Linked DNA regions of Xenopus laevis: region 1 is linked to region 2. Evidence: chromatin contacts called from public Hi-C data. All regions are on one chromosome and are shown on one strand. Each heading gives the region's core, a stretch centred on a gene start, on an enhancer-like site or on the middle of the called end of the contact. The rest is flanking DNA. Distances are from core to core; before and after follow the strand shown. Region 1 holds the start of svil.L (supervillin). Region 2 overlaps svil.L (supervillin).

Region 1 (4,246 bases), core at 625-3,124, 50 kb before region 2:
ACTGGCACATACAGTACAGGCACTAACACTGTATAACTGGCACCATGTACAGTATAGGCACTAACACTGTATAACTGGCACATACAGTACAGACACTAACACTGTATAACTGGCACTAACACTCTATAACTGGCTCGTAGAGTATAGGTACTAAAACTGTATATCTGGCATTTACAGTATAGGCACTAACACTGTATAACTAGCACATACAGTACAAGCACTAACACTGTACAACTGGCACATACAGAATTGGCACTAACACTATAACTCTAACATATTGTACAGACAATGCTACAAAGCAATACAGCAGGGTAGCACTAAAAAAACAATTTATAACTAGCGCATACAGTACAGGCACTAACACTGTATAACTGCCACATAAAGGCACTAACACTGTATAACTGCCACATACAGGCACTGCCACAAAGCACCACAGCAGGATGTTACTAACACTAAATAACTTACTGTACTTACAGTACAGATAATGTCCCAGGGCAGCACAACAAGATGGCACTGGCACGTAGAGTATATACAAGAGCACAAGACAGTACAGTAGAGTGAGACTAAGCTGGCCATAGACGCAAATATCCGATCGTACGAATCATTGTACGATCGGACTTCCCCATCTCCCGACCTGCCACTAACCATTCCGATCAAATAAAGTACAAAAGAACAGATCTGCCGATATTCTGCCCCTGACAGCAATCGTACGAAAGTTATGTCCGACCAAAACTAGTGACAGTCTCCCTCTGAAAATCATACGATCGGCAATACACGCAGAGATATTATCCGCATGCTTATGAGGAAGTGGTTTGGTCCACGAAATGCGACAAGCATGTTAAGATTGTGCGCTCCATGATTTTAAAATATGTTTGAATAATAAACAAGTGTTTTTAGCCCCGCAAGTGCTTCGTGTCTTTGGCGATTTTCATTTGGAGATCATGATACGAGAATCGTTTTACATGTTGCAGCACAGCGCAAAGGCATCTGGAACAGTGAATGTTCCCTTGTTTTTGTTTCTCCCATATTACCCGCAGCCGACAGAAATCTTTTAACCTGTCCGACCGACCAAACAGCCGATCTCCGCCAAACAACCGATCTCCGCGGTCCGAAAATCGTACGAATCCTCGATTTGTATGATCGGATCTTTGTGTCTATGGCCAACTTCTTCTGTATAACTGGCACAGACACTGCCACAGAGCAGTACAGAAGGGTTGAAGGTTTGCAAAGCTGACACTTTGAATTTTTCTGGGTACCATCCGAAAAAGTGATCCTGTGTGTCTTGCCTAATATCACAGGGTATGTATCCCAATTTAACAGTACAGTATGTCATATTACGATACATACCCGTGATATTAGGCAAGACACACAGTAATATGTTCAGCACAGCTGTGCATTATTGTATGTGTACAGAACAGTGTTTGTGTGTACAGAATAGTGTGTGTGTACAGAATAGTGTGTGTACAGAATAATGTTTTTGTGTGTACAGAATTGTGTGTGCACAGAATAGTGTTTTTGTGTGTACAGAATTGTGTGTACAGAATTGTGTGTGTGTATAGAATAGTGTGTGTGCACAGAATAGTGTGTGTAATAGTGTGTGTATGTGTGTGTGTGTGTGTGTGAATAGTGTGTATGCCCCATGGGTAGTGTTCTAGTATAATAACTTGGGACCCAGTCTGTTAGGGAGATGCCTGTCTGTGAAGCCATTACATGACTGGACTGGAGGTGCAGAGAGTTGTGAATGATCTCCCTCAGTCCGCAGTTGGTTAGTCATGGGACGCTGTGCATCAGCTTTTAGGGCTCCTTTTAGAGCAACAGGGTTCCGGCGGCCTATAAATCACACAAGAAGTAGAATAGAAGAGACGCCCGGAAGCGCGCAGCCACGATTATGATCTGGAGAGGAGAGTGCACGCACCCCGCAGCTAGGACGTGTCGGGAGCGAGCAGACCGGTGAGTACGCGCGGCGCGGGTGCGTGCGCAGGAGACACGAGGAAACAGGAGGCGGAGAACAGAAGCTCCAGGTTTAGCTTTCCAGGCTACAGCAGCCCCGCAGCGATCCGAGGGCGCTTCTCTTACCCAGACTCCGCCTGCCCGTCACCTCCCCGGGGCTGGAGGGTCGCTGAAGGGCTAGAGCGTGGGCCGAGCGCTACTACCGCTATAGAGATGCTTGGCGGGGAAACTTCATTGGCTTCCTCCGACTTGTGCTGAGCTGGACAGCGGCGAGGGGTCGGGGAGAGGGACAGGTGTGCGGCTGCAGGTAAGAGACAATCCGTCTCCTTATATATAACCAGGCGCTGTTATAGGTACTGACACCCCGGGCACCTTGTAGCTCAGATCCACTCCAACACTTCTTTCTTTGCTCATTCAAACAAAATGTTCTTGGTTTTAAAGTTATTTCAAAATGTCATTCATCTTGTTCTGCTCCCTGCACTGCTGGTTCTCATTCCTGAAACAATGTAGCGCCAGTCAGCTGGGAGAGGACTGACTTCTGCTCGACTCAGAACCAGACATCAGAGACTCTTCTTTTAATGACACAACTTATAAACCATTATTTTTTTTTAATTAACATATATTTGAAAGGTGCTTAGAATTAGTTTTTCTTTCATTATGTAATTGTTTTCATATTTTATTATGTGGGGCTTATGAGTTATTTCGCTTTTTATTCAGCAGCTCTCCAGTTTGCAGTTTCAGCAGTCCGGTTGCTAGGGTCCAAATTACCCTAGCAACCATGCACAGATTTGAAAAAGAGACTGGAGAGGCCTGAATAGTAAGAAGAGTAATAGAAAGTAGCAGTAGCAATTAATTTGTAACCTTACGGAGCACTTGTTTTTTTTTATACAGGGTCAGTGACCCCCATTTGAAAGCTGGAAAGATTTAGAAGAAAAAGGCAAATTATTCAAAAACTATATATAAAAAAAAAAAAGGCCAATTGAAAAGTTGCTTGGACCTGGCCATTGTATAACATACCAAAAGTTATCTTAAAGGTGAACCAACCTATTAATAGAGACCAAAAAGGTCATTATTACATGGAGTACATAATGTTCATTCCTCAGGGTTTGATTAGCCAGTGACTGAGATTTGCAATTTTTCAATTGCTTTAAATTTTTCATTTATCATTTTTTCAAAATCTAAGTTTAATGTCCCTGTCTCAGGGCAGCTCAGTAATTGCAGATTCTGAACGGTTACAATTTTTACTCTGGAGTATTAGCAACCATTGTATCAATTCTAAAGCCAAGGCCAGACGTGGCGTTTTTACTTTGCGTTTTAAAAAAGTTCAGTCGGGGGTAAATACGCATAAACTGCACTACCACTGAAATTAATGGAAAACCCACTATGGCATTTCTCACAGGGAGAAGAAATCTGCCCGGGAGCGCCAGTATTGACATTTTTCAGCAGAAACGCCAAAACGTCAAGAAACTAGCATATCAAACTTTGCGTAAATACGCGGCGTATTTTAAATATGGCGTCCAAATTTTTGTGAGATAAATGACACATATACGTTTTTACAGCCTATTAGGCCGGTGACGTAATTACGTTGCGTATTGACGATAATTCCTTCTCCATTTTGCATGTAAATAGCTTTTTTATTTTCTATTTCTAGCCAGCGGAATTATAGGGAACAAGGACAATCGTTGCGTGTGGTTTCAGTGGAGTATTTACGCTCGTCCATGCATTTTTAAAAACGCAAAGCAAAAACGCCATGTGTGATCTGCCCTAACAGCTGCCTTTAATGATACTCTGCTCAGAAGGGGCGAAGATAAGAAATGTATCGATTTAGAACAGTTTACAGGGTCGGCGACCCAACCCCCTCCTAGAGCAGCTTTAAAAGGTGAAAAATAAAACTTTACACTTCAATATTAGAAAAACTATCTCACGTAGAAAATAGAAAGTAATTGGGAAAAATCTTTATTTCTGGTGAACTATCTGAAAAAAGTGTTGACATTTGAACAACCCCTAAAATCTGTTACACAGCAACTTTTGCAATCTTATATAGAATGTTGTATGAAATATTTGTAATTTTTGTATATTAATATTTTTTTTTGCAAGCAGAGCATCCTACCGTTTTCTTTAATGTATCCTCTACTCTTGTCTATTCAAGAGTCCCATTGTTTGTTTGATGGTAGGGATGCACCGAATCTAGGATTCGTTTTGGGAATTGGCCAGGATTCGGCCTTTTTCCGCAGGATTCGGCCTAATTCTTCTGCCCAGCCGAACTGAATCCGAACCCTAATTTGTATATGCAAAT
Region 2 (3,832 bases), core at 238-2,737:
CAGAAAGCTCAGAATTGCCGAATGGCCGTCTCCCACAGGCTCCATTCTTTCAAAATAATCCAGATTTTTTAAAAATCATTCCCTTTTTCTCTGTAATAATAAAACAATAGCTGGTAATTTATCCCAACTAAAATATAATTAATCCTTATTGGAAGCAAAACCAGCCTACTGGGTACATTTAATGTTTATATGATTTTCTAGTAGATTTAATGTATGAAGATCCAAATTACAGAAAGATACATTATCCAGAAAAACCCAGGGCTGAGCATTCTGTATAACCGGTCCCATACCTGTACTTGCATATTAACTGATGCCTCTTAACACTATATTTTAGGCTGAAGCTTGACTTTCCTTTTAAAAGTTACATTTAAAACTAGGGATGCACCGAATCCACTATTTCGGATTCGGCCGAACCCCCGAATCTTTCGCAAAAGATTTGGCGCAATACTAAACCGAATCCTAATTTGCATATGCAAATTAGGGGTGGGAAGGGGAAAACATTTTTTTACTTCCTTGTTTTGTGACAAAAAGTCACGCGATTTCCCTTCCCACCCCTAATTTGCATATGCAAATTAGGATTCAGATTCGTTTCGGTTCGGCGGAATCCTACTGAAAAAGGCCGAATCCTGGGTGAATCCCGAATCGAATCCTGGGTTCGGTGCATCCCTATTTAAAACTAAGTTGTTTGATGGAATAAAGTTTTTGATTTTTTCTGAAATTTGTATCTAAACAGATCTAAACATAAAGCCCTGGAAAGCGACCTGTTAAATGGTAGTGGATTGTCATTAAAATGATCTGCAATCTTGGAGGGCAGTATACACCTACTGTATATACAGCTTTGCTAAATATGAGCATACTATTTAGATTATTTACAATTTTAAGGAGCTGATGGAAAATTGTTTTGTTTTCTCCTGAACTCATGCTCCTTTGTAAAGAGGGTAATTTGTTTAAACGGAGATCATGAGTTCTGAATAAACAAGTTCTATCCTGCAGCCTTTGTAGGCTTTGTGATAAGGTGTGGCTGAACCAGAAAGAGCCAAATTGAAGGTGAAGTAATGAAAAGAATAGGCAATATTCTTCAGTCCAAGTCCTATTGGTTGATCACAAAGGATGTGTACTGTCCTTTTAAACTGGTGAACATGAACACATTGCTCTCCAGTTTTTGTGGTGCTGGGGGTTGTAGTTCAAGGTCACTTATTCCCTTTGGCCCAGATACAGTCTGTAGAACTTCAATGGTCCCCAAACAGCATTTTCTTTAACTAGATTGATTATTTTTCCAATGTAATTGCCCTGATGCTGTAATTCTATGTAATGAAAAGTGTCTCTGATCATTCAATTTGAGTAAGGGATCAGGCTTTGAGTTCAGTTGCCAAGTGAAAACCAGTCACTAATATTGGCTGCTGGCCAAATGGTGTAGAGTGTAACAAATCTGCTGGGCTATATTCAGCCATGAGCTTATGCTCTGCACAACACATTCATGTAGTCGTCTGATAAATATATGCCACTCTTTCATTAACATTTCCTTCACAGAATGTCCTTATATGTGTTCTCCCCGGGGCCTGCGCTATTTCCAACCAAGGGGATTTCCACCCACGTATTCCCATTCCCGTAGCCAAGTTTCACCGGCCCTTTCCTTATTATTTCTCTCATCTGCTCCAAGTCACTCTCAACTTCCTTATCTTCTGTAATGCGTCCTCCCTTGGGTCGCTGCCATCTCATTTACTTAAGGAATACTGTCATCACTTTCAAAGAAAGGAGAGAAATAAGGAAAGAAAATAAAATGCTGCTCTGGTTCGTGATTAGAACTTCCAGTGTACTCGTGTTAAATGAAACCTGAATACACTGGAAGTTCTAATCATGATTACACACCGGGATAATTGTTTCACTTTGATTTGTGTACCTTTTTATCGGATTGCTTTTTTCATAAGACTATTTTTTTTCCTACTGTTCTATTGGACTATCCACGGAGTAATCAGGGTGGGTGGTTACACCAATTATGTATGCAAATTGTTTCATTTGGTCACTTTTTTTATAACGGCACAGCGTTTTTTGTATGCACGATAAAGGGTATTGCCCCGACACGTTGCACGTGCGCACTAATAAACAGCAAGGGGTAACCCTGCATTTGTTTGCCTTGAGCTGACCTATTGGAGGCCGTATCCTCCTACACTCTGCACCAAGCTATCCGGCAGAGGGTGGGTTAAGTGAATGCGCTGTTTTACCTGTTTCACTCTTAGGGCTAGTCCACACGGGGAGATAGCCCTGCGTTTGCGGTCGCGGCGACAAAGCGCCGCGCCAGTCGCCGCGACCGGCGCAGGCGACAGTTTTGTATGGGCGCCTATGTAAAAACGCCTGTGCTAACCACACGAGGCGATGCGCTTTTCAACAGTCGCCTGAAAAAGCCTGGCGAGGCATTTTCAGGCGACTGTTGAAAAGCGCATCGCCTCGTGTGGTTAGCACAGGCGTTTTTACATAGGCGCCCATACAAAACTGTCGCCTGCGCCGGTCGCGGCGACTGGCGCGGCGCTTTGTCGCCGCGACCGCAAACGCAAGGCTATCTCCCCGTGTGGAATAGCCCTTAGGGTAGTGGCACACAGGAAGATTTGTCGCCTGTGTTTTTATTCGCGGCTGCGGTTGACAAACCAAATCAATGGAAAACCTGGCTTTCCATTGACAATAATTGAAATCTCTGTCAGTAGAGTCCTGCACCTGGTCGGGTCCCTGTGGGTTACCCACAAAAACCTGCGGTAGCCTGCGGGTAGAAGTTCCGGGTGCGGGTATAGACTCGGAACGGCGGTTCTGCGGGTTTTCGGGCCGCGGGTCTTCTCCATAGCGATCTTTACTAGTTTTTTCTGATCACGCCTACTTCCGATGATGTCACTTCCGGTTCTCAATGACAGCACTTCCTGATTCTTGATGGTCAGCGGGTCACGGGTCCGGGTTGTAGATGAGGTACTTGCGGGTTAGGTAGCGGGTCCAAGCGGGTAAGAATGGGGGTCTGGGTTAAGGATCGCAGGTTGCAGGTACAGGTTCCAAAAAATAGACCCACGCAGGACTCTATCTGGCAGTATGCCCAACTTATCTCTAAGGGTAGGACTACACGTGATCTGACCCGCTGCTACAAAACGCCGGCAACAAATCCCATGCAACGGAAATAAGGTAAGAGAAATGTCGGATGAAGTCACAGCGTTGATCCGAAGAGACACGACTGTCGGATGCAGACGCAGCGTGCAGCATCTGCATCCGACAGTCGTGTCGGATCAACGATGCAACTTCATTCGACAGTGCATTCACTTACCTTATTTCCGTTGCATGCGTTTTGTCGCCTGCGTTTTGTCGCAGCACGTCGGATCATGCGGAAAACGTCGGTGTAGTTAGAGGCATTTCGGGAGATTTTCCCGTGTGCCACTGCCCTTAGTTGATTCTTGTGCGCCTTTCCCATAGTCAAAAGATATTGCAAACTAGTGTGTCTGATTAAAGGGAAGATGCCTTTCGGGAACATTATCATATAAAAGGCAATTATGCAGGATTACGAGGTCATTAATGTATTATCAGGGTAAGCAAAGCACTGGGTTTCCATAAAGAGATCCATATCTTACCAACCTGATACTTGTGAGAACAAAAACCACCATTGGCACAAATTGGGAGTCCCTTCTTAATGCCCACGGGATGAACTTCATTTTGCAAGTGGGAGGCAGTTTCCCAGGTCTAGTGCTGAGCCGTGATCTTCTTATTAATGATTATTTGTGAATCATCATAATTTCCAGCTAGGTATATGACTGCATGAGCAAGGGAAGCTGATTACACTCTGGCAGCACCGACTGAATTATTA

What was found. A called contact is a pair of places that touch in the nucleus more often than the background predicts.
Region 1: a Hi-C map of the XTC cell line shows a contact between it and region 2, with 5 times the contacts expected there. The contact joins the promoter of svil.L here to the enhancer-like site in region 2. A contact is called at or near these places in 2 of 4 Hi-C or Micro-C datasets (the XTC cell line and animal cap).

The regions. Positions count from the first base shown.
Region 1 is chr6L:22,732,508-22,736,753 of Xenopus_laevis_v10.1, reverse strand. svil.L (supervillin) reads left to right here and starts at 1,874. Exons shown (of 36, transcript XM_041565829.1): 1 at 1,874-1,950. The coding sequence starts at 1,889.
Region 2 is chr6L:22,682,641-22,686,472 of Xenopus_laevis_v10.1, reverse strand. The region is part of intron 2 of svil.L (supervillin); the gene reads left to right. Among protein-coding and RNA genes, the nearest start is that of svil.L, 50 kb to the left of the region's middle. Within about 2 kb of position 1,487, at least 1 of the 7 cell types and tissues checked has an H3K27ac peak or open chromatin away from gene starts, as enhancers often do.